2 separate regions of the Mus musculus genome follow, and region 1 is linked to region 2. Evidence: chromatin contacts called from public HiChIP or PLAC-seq data. All regions are on one chromosome and are shown on one strand. Each heading gives the region's core, a stretch centred on a gene start, on an enhancer-like site or on the middle of the called end of the contact. The rest is flanking DNA. Distances are from core to core; before and after follow the strand shown.

Evidence for each region. HiChIP or PLAC-seq counts read pairs in DNA pulled down with a chosen protein or histone mark.
Region 1: a contact with region 2 is called in an H3K27ac HiChIP or PLAC-seq map of extraembryonic endoderm stem cells. The contact joins the enhancer-like site here to the promoter of Fhl2 in region 2. A contact is called at or near these places in 1 of 39 promoter capture datasets (the 3T3-L1 cell line), 2 of 15 datasets of contacts at CTCF or cohesin (CD8 T cells and the NIH/3T3 cell line), 18 of 484 Hi-C or Micro-C datasets (the HL-1 cell line, the HPC-7 cell line, cardiomyocytes and 11 more), 10 of 115 datasets of contacts at active chromatin or transcription factors (CD8 T cells, cardiomyocytes, embryonic fibroblasts and 5 more) and 3 of 9 other capture datasets (adipose tissue, liver and pancreatic islet).

The regions. Positions count from the first base shown.
Region 1 is chr1:43,201,306-43,207,632 of GRCm38.p6, reverse strand. No RefSeq gene overlaps it. Among named protein-coding and RNA genes, the nearest start is that of Fhl2, 41 kb to the right of the region's middle. Within about 2 kb of position 4,137, at least 30 of the 459 cell types and tissues checked have an H3K27ac peak or open chromatin away from gene starts, as enhancers often do. A contact at or near this core is called in extraembryonic endoderm stem cells, morula, pancreatic cancer cells and 1 more, where this site is marked.
Region 2 is chr1:43,159,967-43,166,135 of GRCm38.p6, reverse strand. Fhl2 (four and a half LIM domains 2) reads left to right here and starts at 2,175. Exons shown (of 6, transcript NM_010212.4): 1 at 2,175-2,434.

The DNA.
Region 1 (6,327 bases), core at 2,888-5,387, 40 kb before region 2:
GGTCATGGTGTCTGTTCACAGCAGTAAAACCCTAACTAAGACAGACAGACAGAGTCACTGTTTGGAATGGTGAAATGTTTGGGAAATGGATGGTGTAGGTTCTTACATGATAATCTAAACCTACTTGTTATACATTGAATTCTACCTTTGAAAGGGTTAAAGCACTCACAGTTTTTGTTTTTTTTTTTAACCACATTATAAAATTTTACCTTGTGGTTTCCTCCTGAAGTTGGGGCATTTACAACATTTGAAGGCAGCTTTGGCAGGTACCTTCTGAGTCATCAGACTTGCTTTAGTGATCCCTAACACAATCTTGTCTTGCAATCACTTTGATCTTTTGGTATAAGATAGTGCTGCCCTTAGGAAGACTGTGGGTCAGTGAGCACAGACTGAGTGAGGGGAACATGTCTCTACCAGGGAAGTTGGAGCAGGGTCCTTCAGCTGCTGACACGGGATATCATAGAATGAGAAATCTACAAGCAACAGAGGTTGTCTTGGCTTGCTGTTTTGGAAGCTAGGAAAACCAAGGTCATGGGTTCACAAGTGCTCAATCATAACATGTAGTAAGAAGGCAATGCATCATGCTAAGGGGACATCTGAGAGAGATCAAAAGGGCTAAACAAGCCTTTATGAAAAACCCACTCATTATCAGGCCACTAATCCATTCATGAGGAAAGGTTGCCCATGACTTAATCACCTCTTAAAAATCCATTTCTCAATGGTGTGATACTGAATATTAAGATCAACCTAGGTAATTGTAGCATCCTTTAAACCAAGGAACAAAGGTAAGGTCATCACTTAGAGAAATGAATAAGGAACAGCACAGGAACCTGTTGTGGGCACTGTTGAAACCATGGCCCTTCAGGACTTAGGGACAAAGAGGTATTACCTGAAGTAGGACACTTTCAACTTGAAGTTCTTCTGATGCAGGTTCTAGGCTCCTGAGGACCTGCCATTACTCTCCTGCTTTTTAATTGATACTGGTTCCTTCCATTGACTAGATATAATCCAATGAAAGGCAGCAAAGCAGCTCTCTAATATCTCTTCAGTGGGTTAAATTTTTCTCGATGATGGTTTTTAAACGATTCTAAAATTATAGTCTGTTGACCTGATTATGATCATTATTTACAATGATAGCCAAGATCCAAGACCTGACTGACTTTCTTCCTCCTCTTCCTTCTCCTCCTCCTTTTCTTCTTCCTCTTCCTTCTCCTTCCTTTCTTCTTCTTCTTCCTCCTTTTCCTTCTCCTCTTTGGATCCTTCTCTTTCCCTCTCTTTCTCCCTCGCTCCCTCATCCCTGAATCCCTCCCTCCCCTCCCACCCCACTCCCTCTTTCTTGCAGATGGAACCTAGTGCCCTGGGCAGGCACTCATATCTAGACCATGCTCACCCTAGCTCCTAAGAATGGTTCTTGTACAAACTCTGGTTAGTTTATACAGGAAAACATTCAACCCACTCTCAGCTCCCTCTTTGTTCCTCACTGGGCTATATAACTTGTCACCATTTGATCTTTCACTATCTGACCAAAGAAAAAAAAACCAAAAAAAAAAAAACAAAAAAAACCAAAAAACATAGATTCACATGAGCCAAGAACTTACAGCCAGGGAAGTCATAAACTAGGGAAGAACCTATTAGCATTATTCTGCTAAATGGACATAGAAATAACTGCCCCCATGTACTTATCTTAGTACTCACAAACTTATGAATCTCTCACGTTTCATCAGAAGGGCTTCTTTTTGAAGAAGATGACCTAACATAGAAATCTCCAAGCTTTCAATGGGCAAAGAACAAGAGACTGTGGGGTGCTGAGCCTTGGATGGGATACAAATCACATCCTCTCCCCCCATAGGGATCAGGGATTTTCATGGAATGGGAAGTGGAACAATTTTAAGAGGTAGAGCTTGTGGAGGACCATAACAAAAGAATGTTTTCCAGACATGACAGGGCCGTTGTATACATGAACTCACAGTGGCTTTGACTGTATACACAAGGCCTGCACTAGATCAAGCCAGCCAAAAATCACAGGACACGTGGGGGAAGGGACTTGTGAAGTACCATCCCTAGCTGAGGAAGAGACAATAGATGGCTGCTCGAGTCAGTTTTCTGACTGAAAGTTACCCATGCTCTAGTAGACAGTCATACATCCATATGCATACAGGCAGTTGCACTAAGTGGACTCAATGGGTTTTTAAAAGAGCACATGAGGTTTACAAGAGAAAGTGCTGGGTGTGATAGAGGGAACCTTGGAAAGGAGGGAATGGGGTGAGTTTTATTAAAGTACATTATATGTATGAATGAAATTCTCCAACGATAAAACTATTAAAATTAATTAAAAGAAAAGAAAATCTGATTACCTTCAGAACATCAGGAACTTTGGGAAATTTATTCCTGAGCTGTTACCAGGCACATAAATTGGTGTGGATGATGTCTTTAAAAGCAGATTGGATGGGAATGGAAAATGAGGGTTCACCACATTTGTAATGTTGGGGTGATACTAACTGTGAGCATCCACTGTGCTGCTGCTGCTGCTGCTGTGGTGGTGGTGGTGGTGGTGGTGGTGGTGGTGGTGGTGGTGTGTGTGTGTGTGTGTGTGTGTGTGTATGTGTGTGTGTGTGTGTGTGCGGTTTGGTTGTTTAGTTTCATTTTTTTATCTTGTGTTTTGTTTTAGACAGTATATCACTATATAGCTAAGGCTGACCACAAGCACTTGGCCCAACTTCCCCAGTGGGAAGACTACAGATCAATGCCACAATATCTAGAACTGTATTGAGTATTAAATGCCCAAGCTGATGACTCTGGTGGGAAACGATGGCACCTCTATCTAGGAGATGAAACCCGTGGAAGAAGTTAGACCATTGAAGTTCTTATCTTGAGTGGTATAGTAATTAGACCCTGTACCAATCTCTCTTTTTGTGTCCCAGGAAGTAAGCATCTTGACTGCGCCCCATGTTCTCCCTGGGGTGTTCTGTCTTATCACAAACATCCAAAATGATGGGGCCCAGTGACCACGGACTGAAACCCCTGAAACAATAAGCAAAGCTGAACGTTTCTTCTCTTTAGTGGTTTCTCTCATGCATTTGTCAACAAGACAGAAATCCAACAAAAGTAACAAACGTATTTGATCACAGTTCCATACGGCATGGAAGCCTCCGGATGAAAGAAGGGGCAAACAATCCCTTTTGGTGCTTAAGTTGGCAAAGTCAAAAGTGCCATGTAAAATGTGATTGTGCAGAGGATTCTGAGCTGGTGGAATAGACCTGGGGAAAGGGGCTGGCAGATCCTGGCTGTCCAGAGTTTTGGTGTCTCTGTGCAACATTTCTTTCTCCTAGACGCGGGGCAGAACTCTTTCTATAACTGGGTGGGGGTGTCTTGGGATCGATTATTATGCTATAGGTCAGAGAATTTTTTTTTAATAGACAGCTCTTATGTGGACAAGCAGCTAGCTGTGGAGGAAGGAGATTCTGGATTCTATGACCCATGTTGGGGAAGTCTCTCTATAGCTTGCCTTAGTCACTGTTCTATTGCTATGAAGAGACACAACGACGTAGGCACTTCTTATCAAAGAAAGCATTTAATCACGGGCTTGCTTGCAGTTTCAGAGGCTAGTCCATTATTATCATGGCAGCGCATAGGCAGGCATGGTGTTGGAGCAAAGCAGCACCCTGATCCTTTGGCTTCAGCTTTTGAATCCTCAAAGCCCACCCTAGTGACACACTTCCTCCAACAAGGCCACACCTCTTAATTCTTTCAAATACTGCCGGTCCCTGGTGAATAAGTATTCAAATACATGAGCGTATGGGTGTCGTTCTTACTCAAACCACTACAGAAAGAATGAAAGGTGGCAGCCAGGAGGGCAGGAGAGGATGAGGAAGCCTGCACAGAGGGCTATCACCCTCTAAGGCCCCCCAAGAGTGTGATGATTTAGGATACCAGAGACCCCCAGTCTGAGTTTCTTGCTTGAGAAGATACTTGGGCTCTTGTCCACATCCAAGGGAGTTCTGGCCAAACCACACTTAAAAGAAAGAGGTGCCTGGACTCTGTCACAGCAGGAAAAGCTAGTGCTGTTTTTCAGGCTGAGACTTTCCAGAGAAGCAGGAGCGTGTTTACACAGCAGGCATTTCTGCAGCCACCTTCCCAGTCATTGTTCTGGGAAGTGCAGAAGAACTGTTTACACGGAGCTATCAGTAAAAGCAGACAGAACGGCTAGGTAGTAGTCTCAGCAGCCAGTTGGAGCATGACTTTTTCTCCTGGTTTCTGCAGATAAACATCTGGTGGGTGAAACATTTCCTAAGCCACTCACTCGGCTCTGCACCCAGACTCACCTTGGTCCCACATCGGCAAACTTCCTCCTTGAAAACCATAAAGCTTTTTCCTTTACCTTTGCTCTTCTCTGCTTACAAAACATGATACATTCCTTCCTAGCAACCTTGCCTCCAGGCTTCTTGGCCCAGCACCCTGCTCTTCTTCCCCTTTAGCTCATCCTCAGGCTCCCTGGCTTGTCTCTCTTCTTGAGTCACTAAGTATGAATCCAACCCCTGCCCCCAAGACGCACACGCACACGCATACACACACATCTGAATAGATAGAAGAGCAACAATGATAAGGAGATCTTTCCTCCATTCATCACCGGAGTCATATCTGGCTCTCCTGTAAGAAAGGACAGGTTAGCCAGAGAGAAGTATGGTAGATTCATGACTACATGATATTGGCCCTTCAGAAGCCAAGACCCAAAGGCTAGGGAAAAGAATCCATTTATGCTTAAGTTTGTGAAGCAGAGACCACTGTGTTGAGATGTGACCAGATGGGAGTTTGAGCTAAGGGAAAGAGATGGAGCGGAAACCCAGCCAGGCATGTCTGCTCAGACCAGGACTCCTCCAGATAGCTCTGTGCAGCCTTCCTTCCTTTAGCCTGCAGATGTGGGGCAGGATTCCTCTGTAATGAGGGCGCTTGAGGGAAGAAAGACGGAAGATAATGGCCTTCCTATGCTTCATGACTTCGTGTGGGGAAGAGGAGGTCTGATTCTTATGATCTGCAGTAGAGAAGGGAAATTTTGGTTTCTGTGACTTACTTTGGGGAGGATTATGAGGTGAGAAACAGAAAGCCAGAAGGACAGAGAAACCTGGATTCTAAGGAATTCAGGTCTCCTTTCACTCAGAACACTCAGCAAAAAACAAAGCCAAAACTGCTGTGGTATTCTGAGCCCTAGCAAAAGACACCCAACTCATTAGGCTGGGAGCCAGGAGCATTGTTAACACCACACCCAGCCCTTGGGGATGGTGAAGAGGAAGGGCAGTCACAGGAACAGACAAGGAAAGAGAGGAAAGGAAGGGGAGAGATGTGAATCTACTGACCCTGAGAACTGACAAGAAGAACAGACTCCTGATGGGCAATGGACAGGGGACCCAGTTACTAGCTGGGCAGACTCAGGGAGCTATGGTATCAGGGTCACAGAAGGAACTCAACCACTATCTACCCACCCCAGAGCAAAGAGCAACAGTGACAGACTCTCAAAGTTGGCCATGGCAGTCAATGGTCAGTGTGACCTATGGTGAGAGGAGAAACGGGGGGGGGGGGGGGGGGGTTGCTGAAGGCCATGGCAAGAGCCCTGAGTGATGACTACCGTAATGGTGCTGACAGCTCCAGATGGGTTTAGTGCTGAAGCTGCATGGTCCAGCATGGATCAGCTCAGCCTGTCTGAGAAGCACTATAGATAGTTAGCTGATGGACTGAGAAGAGGATTTCATGATTTCATGGCAAACTATCCAAGTGTACAGACAGGGGGGCTGGAATTCTCCAGAAGACTCTGCCATAGAGGTCCATCCCTACACAGACTGGTAGGTGGGATATACTTTCCTTCCTCAGTCTACTCTCTCTATGCTTTTTCCTGCACAAATGAGGCTGAAAATCAAGATATAGTCATTCACATACCATGATACAGTACCATGCTAAAACTAAGCTGCTCATCTGACCAAAGAAGATACCATGCTTGAGAGACAAAGCCAAACTCTCCAAACAGCCAGCTTTAACCGGCGGGCGTAGTAATGACTCCCTCTGCCTTCATCCTTATACTAAAGGGCAACCTGAAATGATCTGATTTAAACAAACCAGCTATTTTTCTACTGTTTTGTCTTTGTGTCTACACAAGGACAGAAACTTCCAGAACAACTTCTTCTGATCATCCCACCAAGACATTTATTTGTTCTACTACTCTGTTGAATAAAGTATAGTGCAATGAAACACATAAACAAAGCCAGTTGAAACCTACAGTGGCCCAGGCTTGTAAAGCTTGGGAGCTTGGGAATCAACTGAGGTACATAGATAGATCCT
Region 2 (6,169 bases), core at 926-3,425:
AGCAACATAGGGGGGTTGGAGAGATGGCTCAGAGGTTAAGAGCACTCACTGCTCTTCTGGGAGGTCCTGATCCCAGCAACCACATGGTGGCTCACAACCATCTGTAATGGGATCCGTTGCCCTCTTCTGATGTGTCTGAAGACAGCTACAGTGTACTCATATAAAATAAATAAATAAACCTTAAAAAAAAAAAAGAAAGCAACATAACAATCAATGTCGCACAGATATTGTAGTTAGTAGAAGAAAATTTATACAACTAATTACCTCAATAAGAATAAGAGCTAATGCATAACTCACAGAATTTAAACAGCAAAACAAAACAAAACAGGAAAGGGTAAATATAGAATCGGCGTTTTGTTACTCTTTGAACCTGAGTTTTAGAAATGAGGCTGAAGGCTCACCATCATGAGACCATTTTGCAGTTTGTAGCTCTTACATATAAGAAAGCTAACTTGAGTAGCCTCAGAGCCATTAGCCTGTCTACGTACCCTTTACTTTGAATCCAAGATAGAGTGTACCTTGACCATCAGTGGGAATTTAGTTAGGTTATCCCTCAATTGCAAGATGGGGACAGGAGTGGGATGGATTTCCTGTGTCCCACCTCAGCTTGCTCACTCTCCTCTGAGGAAAGTGTCAACTCCAGGGAGTCACCCGAGTGAATGACGGGAGTTAAGAATTTCTCATCCTTTAAGATATTCTCATGGCCTTGCTAGCTCATAGACATCAGTGCAAATCTCAGCTGAAACTCTTCACCTCATCTAGAGTCCTCATCATTTAATTGAGATAACTAACTTTACCAAAAGGGCCTGAAGATCCCTGGAGTGGCCAGAGGTAGCTAATGTTGACTGCGTGGCAGTTATTCTAACACCCTTGTTTCTCAAGTTCTGAGGTTCCACCACGGAGACCCTCCAGTGACACCAATCAGGAAGTATCAACCAGAAGAAAGCCACCACACAGTTCTTCCTGCCTTTACTGGAAAACGTGTTGCCTTCAGCTCCCCTCGAATGATGGAAACAGCTTCGACCAGTGATGGTTCTTCACTGTCCATTTGACTGGGTTTTGAATCACCTAGGAGACACACCTCTAGAAGAATTTTTGTGGTAGTTCCAGAGAGGTTTAACTGAGGAGGAAAGACTGGCCCCCAAGGTGGACAGCACTTCTCAAGAGCTGGGTAGAGGAAGCTGAGCACCAGTCTCTTTTCTCTCTGTGTCCTGGCTGAGAAGGAAATGTGGCCAGCCACTTCCCATCCTTCCAGTGGCCATACCATCTCAGTGATGACCAACTAGATCCCTTCACAGACCCTGCACCCAAGCGAATCCCTTCATCAAGTGGCTTCTGTCACCTCACAACACTGACAAGTCACTACCCCAGGCCTTCATTGCTTCTCCACATGCCCATCTTCTACCGTGCCCGCATATGGACTCATTTGCTCAAGAGAGGAAGCTGGCTTTCCTGGGCATGAGGATACCGTATGCCTCCCAACACTGTGTTGAACAGTGTCCCGTGCCCCTTTTAAAGGCCAACTCTGCAGAGGATCTTGTCCTTCAGAGTGTGAAGGACACATTAAGACCAGTGTTTTCTTTTTTCCCAGAGGGAGCCACTGAATGTTCAACAGTTCTCTAGCCTTGAGTGTTGGGCAAAGGGCCTTCTATCAGTGAGCTCCTTAGTGGAACTAATTAATGATTCTCTAGGTCATCGGTTTGGTTCATTCCATGATGGAAAGTGTCTGCAAGGTAAGGCGCAGAAGGCTACCATGTCATTGTGTGCACCACACACACATAGTTCCTTCCCCCAAATCTGCAAATGACCCATCCATGCTTGCACCAGGCTGCACTCAGGCAGGACCCCGCAACCCGGACGTGTCCTGGTGACAGTAGCCCCATGTCATTTCGCCCTTGGGTGTCAGCTGCTACAGCTCTCTGCACTGCATAGCAACTAGCCCTGGAGCCAAGGCCAGGACGCAGCGAGGGTTGACCGTGTGAGCCAAACACCAGGAAGCAAGGAAGGAGGTTAAGTCAAACAAAAGGTCTGTGGTAGCGTCATCAGGGGAACAGACGACGACCGGCTGGCTGCCGAGGGGCGCTCGCTACCGCGCCTGGCTCTCCTGGCCAGCGCGCCCAGCCCGCCGCCCGGGCGCGTGTGTCCTTATATGGTCAAATGACTCGGCGGGGGTTCTCGAGGGCGGGCGCAGCTCCTGCTGCACTCCGCCCGCTGAGCCGCCACCGCCACCGGTCCACAGTCCGCTGGGTTCCCTTAGACCCCGGCCCCACCGCGCGAGTACTACTGCGGCCGCCCAGGCCACAGCCCTGCTTGGGACACAAGGATCGCCACCAGACCGCTGCCCTAGGACGCGTCGAGAGCCTGTGGCCAGCGCACTCGGACCGTGGGGCGGAGACCCAGGAGACCGGAGCAGAGCTGTGCAGACAGCATCAGGGTAGGGACCTAAACGGAGAGAACAGGTTCTGGCGATAGGAGAGCCCTATTTGCAGGGGACACTCGGGATGGGGACCCAGAACGGAGAGGACAGATCCGGGAGAGAGGAGAGCGTAGCTGGGCATACTTAGGATGAGGACTCGAAATGAAGGGGAGGGAGATGAAGGGGCGACAGTGAATCGGAAATGTGGTGGGGGAGGGCGCTTGGGGGAAGGCTTGAGGGGAGACTTCAGGACTTGAGAGTTGATCTACAGGAAGACACCCCCAGGAAGAGCAGATGCGGGGCAGAGAGGACCAGAATCATGAGTGTTGGAGAACCTGAGCATAGGAGAGCCGAATTTGGAAATGGTGGGGAGGGACCTTTGATGTCCAGAGGGAGGGTTGCAGCCCTGTAGGGGTGGATCACTTCCAGGTGGTGGGAGACAATGAACTGCCCACAGGCAAACCCCCCCCCCGGGGGGCGGGGGATGAAGTGGAACTGGTCCCTGAAGTCTATGGAAAGGAGGTGACAGGCTGGTCAGCACGTGGATAGCCAAGCATTTCCTTTGAGAAGAAGTGGGAGTTTGCCTGTGACCACACATCTTGACTAACCACCCAAACTAAAACCTGAGCCATGGCGGGGGGGGGGGGGGGGGAGAAAAACAACACTTTTAAATGAAAAGAATTCTGATAGATTTCAGTCTTGTGGAAAGAAAGTCTTGAAATGCTTTTTTTCTGATCTTAAGTGAAGAACTAGCCATATTTGCTGGATAGTCTTCAGTTGTGTCTCTGGAACTCAACAAAGCTGGCATTTTTTTGAAGTCTACAGCTGTCTTCGGTGAAGCCAACTTGTGGCATGCACTTTCTTACGCATATTTTGGGATGTAGTTAACTATAATTTGGACTTAGCACGAGATTGTCTTCAAAATACTGCTCTAGATGTGTCTCATGTTGCGGTACTACTTGGCTTGTGTGTAGCCAATTTTGCAGTAGTGTAGAGAGATCTAAAGAAAGGGTGTTTGTTGGTGTGGCTGTATGTGTGGTGATTGTTTCGGTTGTTGTTGTTTGGGATAAAGCTTCATTCTGTAGCCAGGAAAGCCTGGGATTTACAGTACCATCATCCCCGGTAGCCTCAAACTGGTGCTCAGCCCCCAAAGTGTTGCAATCCCAGGAGTAACCTACCACATGCTGCAGCCATGGTGATCCTCCCTCCCCACCAACACCCTGCCACCATAAAAAACAATTTGCATTAAGTTTCAGAATTCCCAACCCAACTAAAGTTTATTAAAAACAAGATTTAAATCATTTTCCCCCTCATTCTTTCTTTCAGATTCCCTTCACTCCTAGTTTTTGATGGAACACTATGTAGTACTACCCCCCACCCCCCTTGTGGCTTCTTTTTGTTCTGCCTCCTTACAGTCCAGCCTCACAGGCACGGCATGGACGGGTGCAGAATGTTTAGCTGGCAGATGTACCTGGAGCAGGTGCCTCAGTTTCCTCCCTGAGAACCAGATAACTCCTGCATAGTATAAGCAGTATGTGTAGATTTTAAAGCCTCTTGTTAACAGATAAAAAAAAAAAAATCGAAGTAAATTTGTTGAGCAGTTTCCCAGCTCGTAGATTGTGGCCCTGAGAGCTGCCTCCAGATAGCTTGATATCTAAGTTCTGACCTCTGTTCTTTACTGGGACACATTGAATGCATATTTGGTTGAGGCTCTATACCCAGTATTTCAACTCAAGATTGACAAACCCCTTCAATACTGAGTGATATCTCAACTGTAGACAGAAATACCCAGCAGTACACACACACACACACACACACACACACACACACACACACACACACACCAAAAACAAAAAGCAAAAACCAACAAACTAAGCAAACAAACACAACTCAGAAGGCCAAGAAGCCTGGACTCTACCCTTGCCCTGCGCTAAGGACTGACAACCTAGCCTGACACACTATGTCTAAGTCAGCGTCTTGATTAAGCCAACTCTTATCAAAGAAAGCATTTACTTGAGGGCTTGCTTACAGTTTTGAAGACTTAGTCCATTGTCATCATGGCAGGGAACATGGTGGCACACAGACATGGTGCTGGGAAAGTCGCTGACAGTTCTATATCAGGATCCACAGGTAGCAAGGAGAATCTGGCTTGACATAGGCTTTAAAACCTCAAAACCCCAAACTTCCTCCAACAAGACCATACCTCCTAATTCTTCTAATCCTTTCAAAGAGTTCTACTCCCTGGTGAACATATGGTCAAACATATGTGCAAATGACATCATTCTGATTCAAACCCATAATACCTTCCCCATTTGTACACAGCTGTGATTTGGATATGATTTTTTTCTCCGAGACTCATGTGTTGTAAGTTTAGTTATCCTTGTGTACATGTTGGGAGATAGGGCCTTTAAAAAGTGGAGTCTAGGGGGCAACAGAGATGATTCAGCAGCTAAGAGTAATTACAGAGGGTCTGAGTTTGGCTCACAACTCATAATTTCCTGTAACTTTTGCGTCTAGAGATCTCACATCTCCTTCTGGATCCAGTGCACAAACTCATACAGATATATACTACACATAAGAAATAAATCTTAAGAGAGAAACTCTAGATAGCAGAAGGGCCATCCTTGGGAGGAAATGGGGTTCCTTCATATATCTCAGCCTCTACTTCCTTTGGCAATGTGACCTCTCTTCCTCTACCTCCTCTGTGAGGTCCTTGAATCTCTAGAACTATGAGTTAAGTAAACCAACCTGAACACAAAGCTGCAGAGTTTAGGATACTAGGAAGTGTTCTTGGAGCCAGTAAATATAATTTGCCATTATACCTAGACTGTGGGTCAAAGAGGATACAGACCTGTGCTTGATGGGACCTCTGGAGTCAGTTGAGTTATGCAATCAGCAGGTGAGTGGAAGGAGGTATGCCAGCCTCTACTGGTGGGATATTGATGTAGAACACTGGGGCAGAACCACAAGAGAGAAGGGCTGCCATGAAAAGGAAGAGGGCAGTTGTTCGTGGAGTGGGAGAGGCTAACGGAAAAGGTCAGTGGATGCCTATGTAAGATGGTGGGGCTGGGATTCGGAAGCCAGGCAAATAAAGACCAACCTGCCAGTGACTTGTACCTCAGAGAGAGACAGACCACTCACCTGTTCATACCCTAGAAAGCAGTGTTTGAGCCATCTGGTGCAATCTCCCTCCATCAAAAGCAAGACTTGAAGCAGCCTGCCCTTTGGGGCTTCATACACCAGGTTGTCTTGAGGAGACAGAACAAGAATGTTTTGAGATTTGAGAATAACTGTTGTGATGGGATCTTAAAGAAGGCTTGGAGAAAGACTCAGGCTGGGGCTCCTTTAGAGAGCACCCTTGACCTCAACTTTCCCAGTGACTAACAAGGTATGGGCATATTACATTTGGTTACTCAGGGCATTCTCTTGGCTGGATTAAGAAGTCTGAAGCACATAAAAACAAAATGTATAGCTATCTTTGTATCTGTAGACTTTAGATCAGAAACTTGGCATTTATTGCTTTCTTTATTGAATAATCCAAGGATAGATCAGAAGACTGTGTTTTGCCTTTTCTTCTTCCCTCAAAATTTATCTTAAAATCCATGAACACAGCCAGGGTTTTTTTTTTTTCATTTTTCAGTTTTTAATGTTAGTAGTGTATATACAACACAATATAGAACCTTGACTTCTGCCCTTAGATGCACTATCCCATGAGGGCTTGTTAAATGAACCATTAAGCACACATCTTATAAT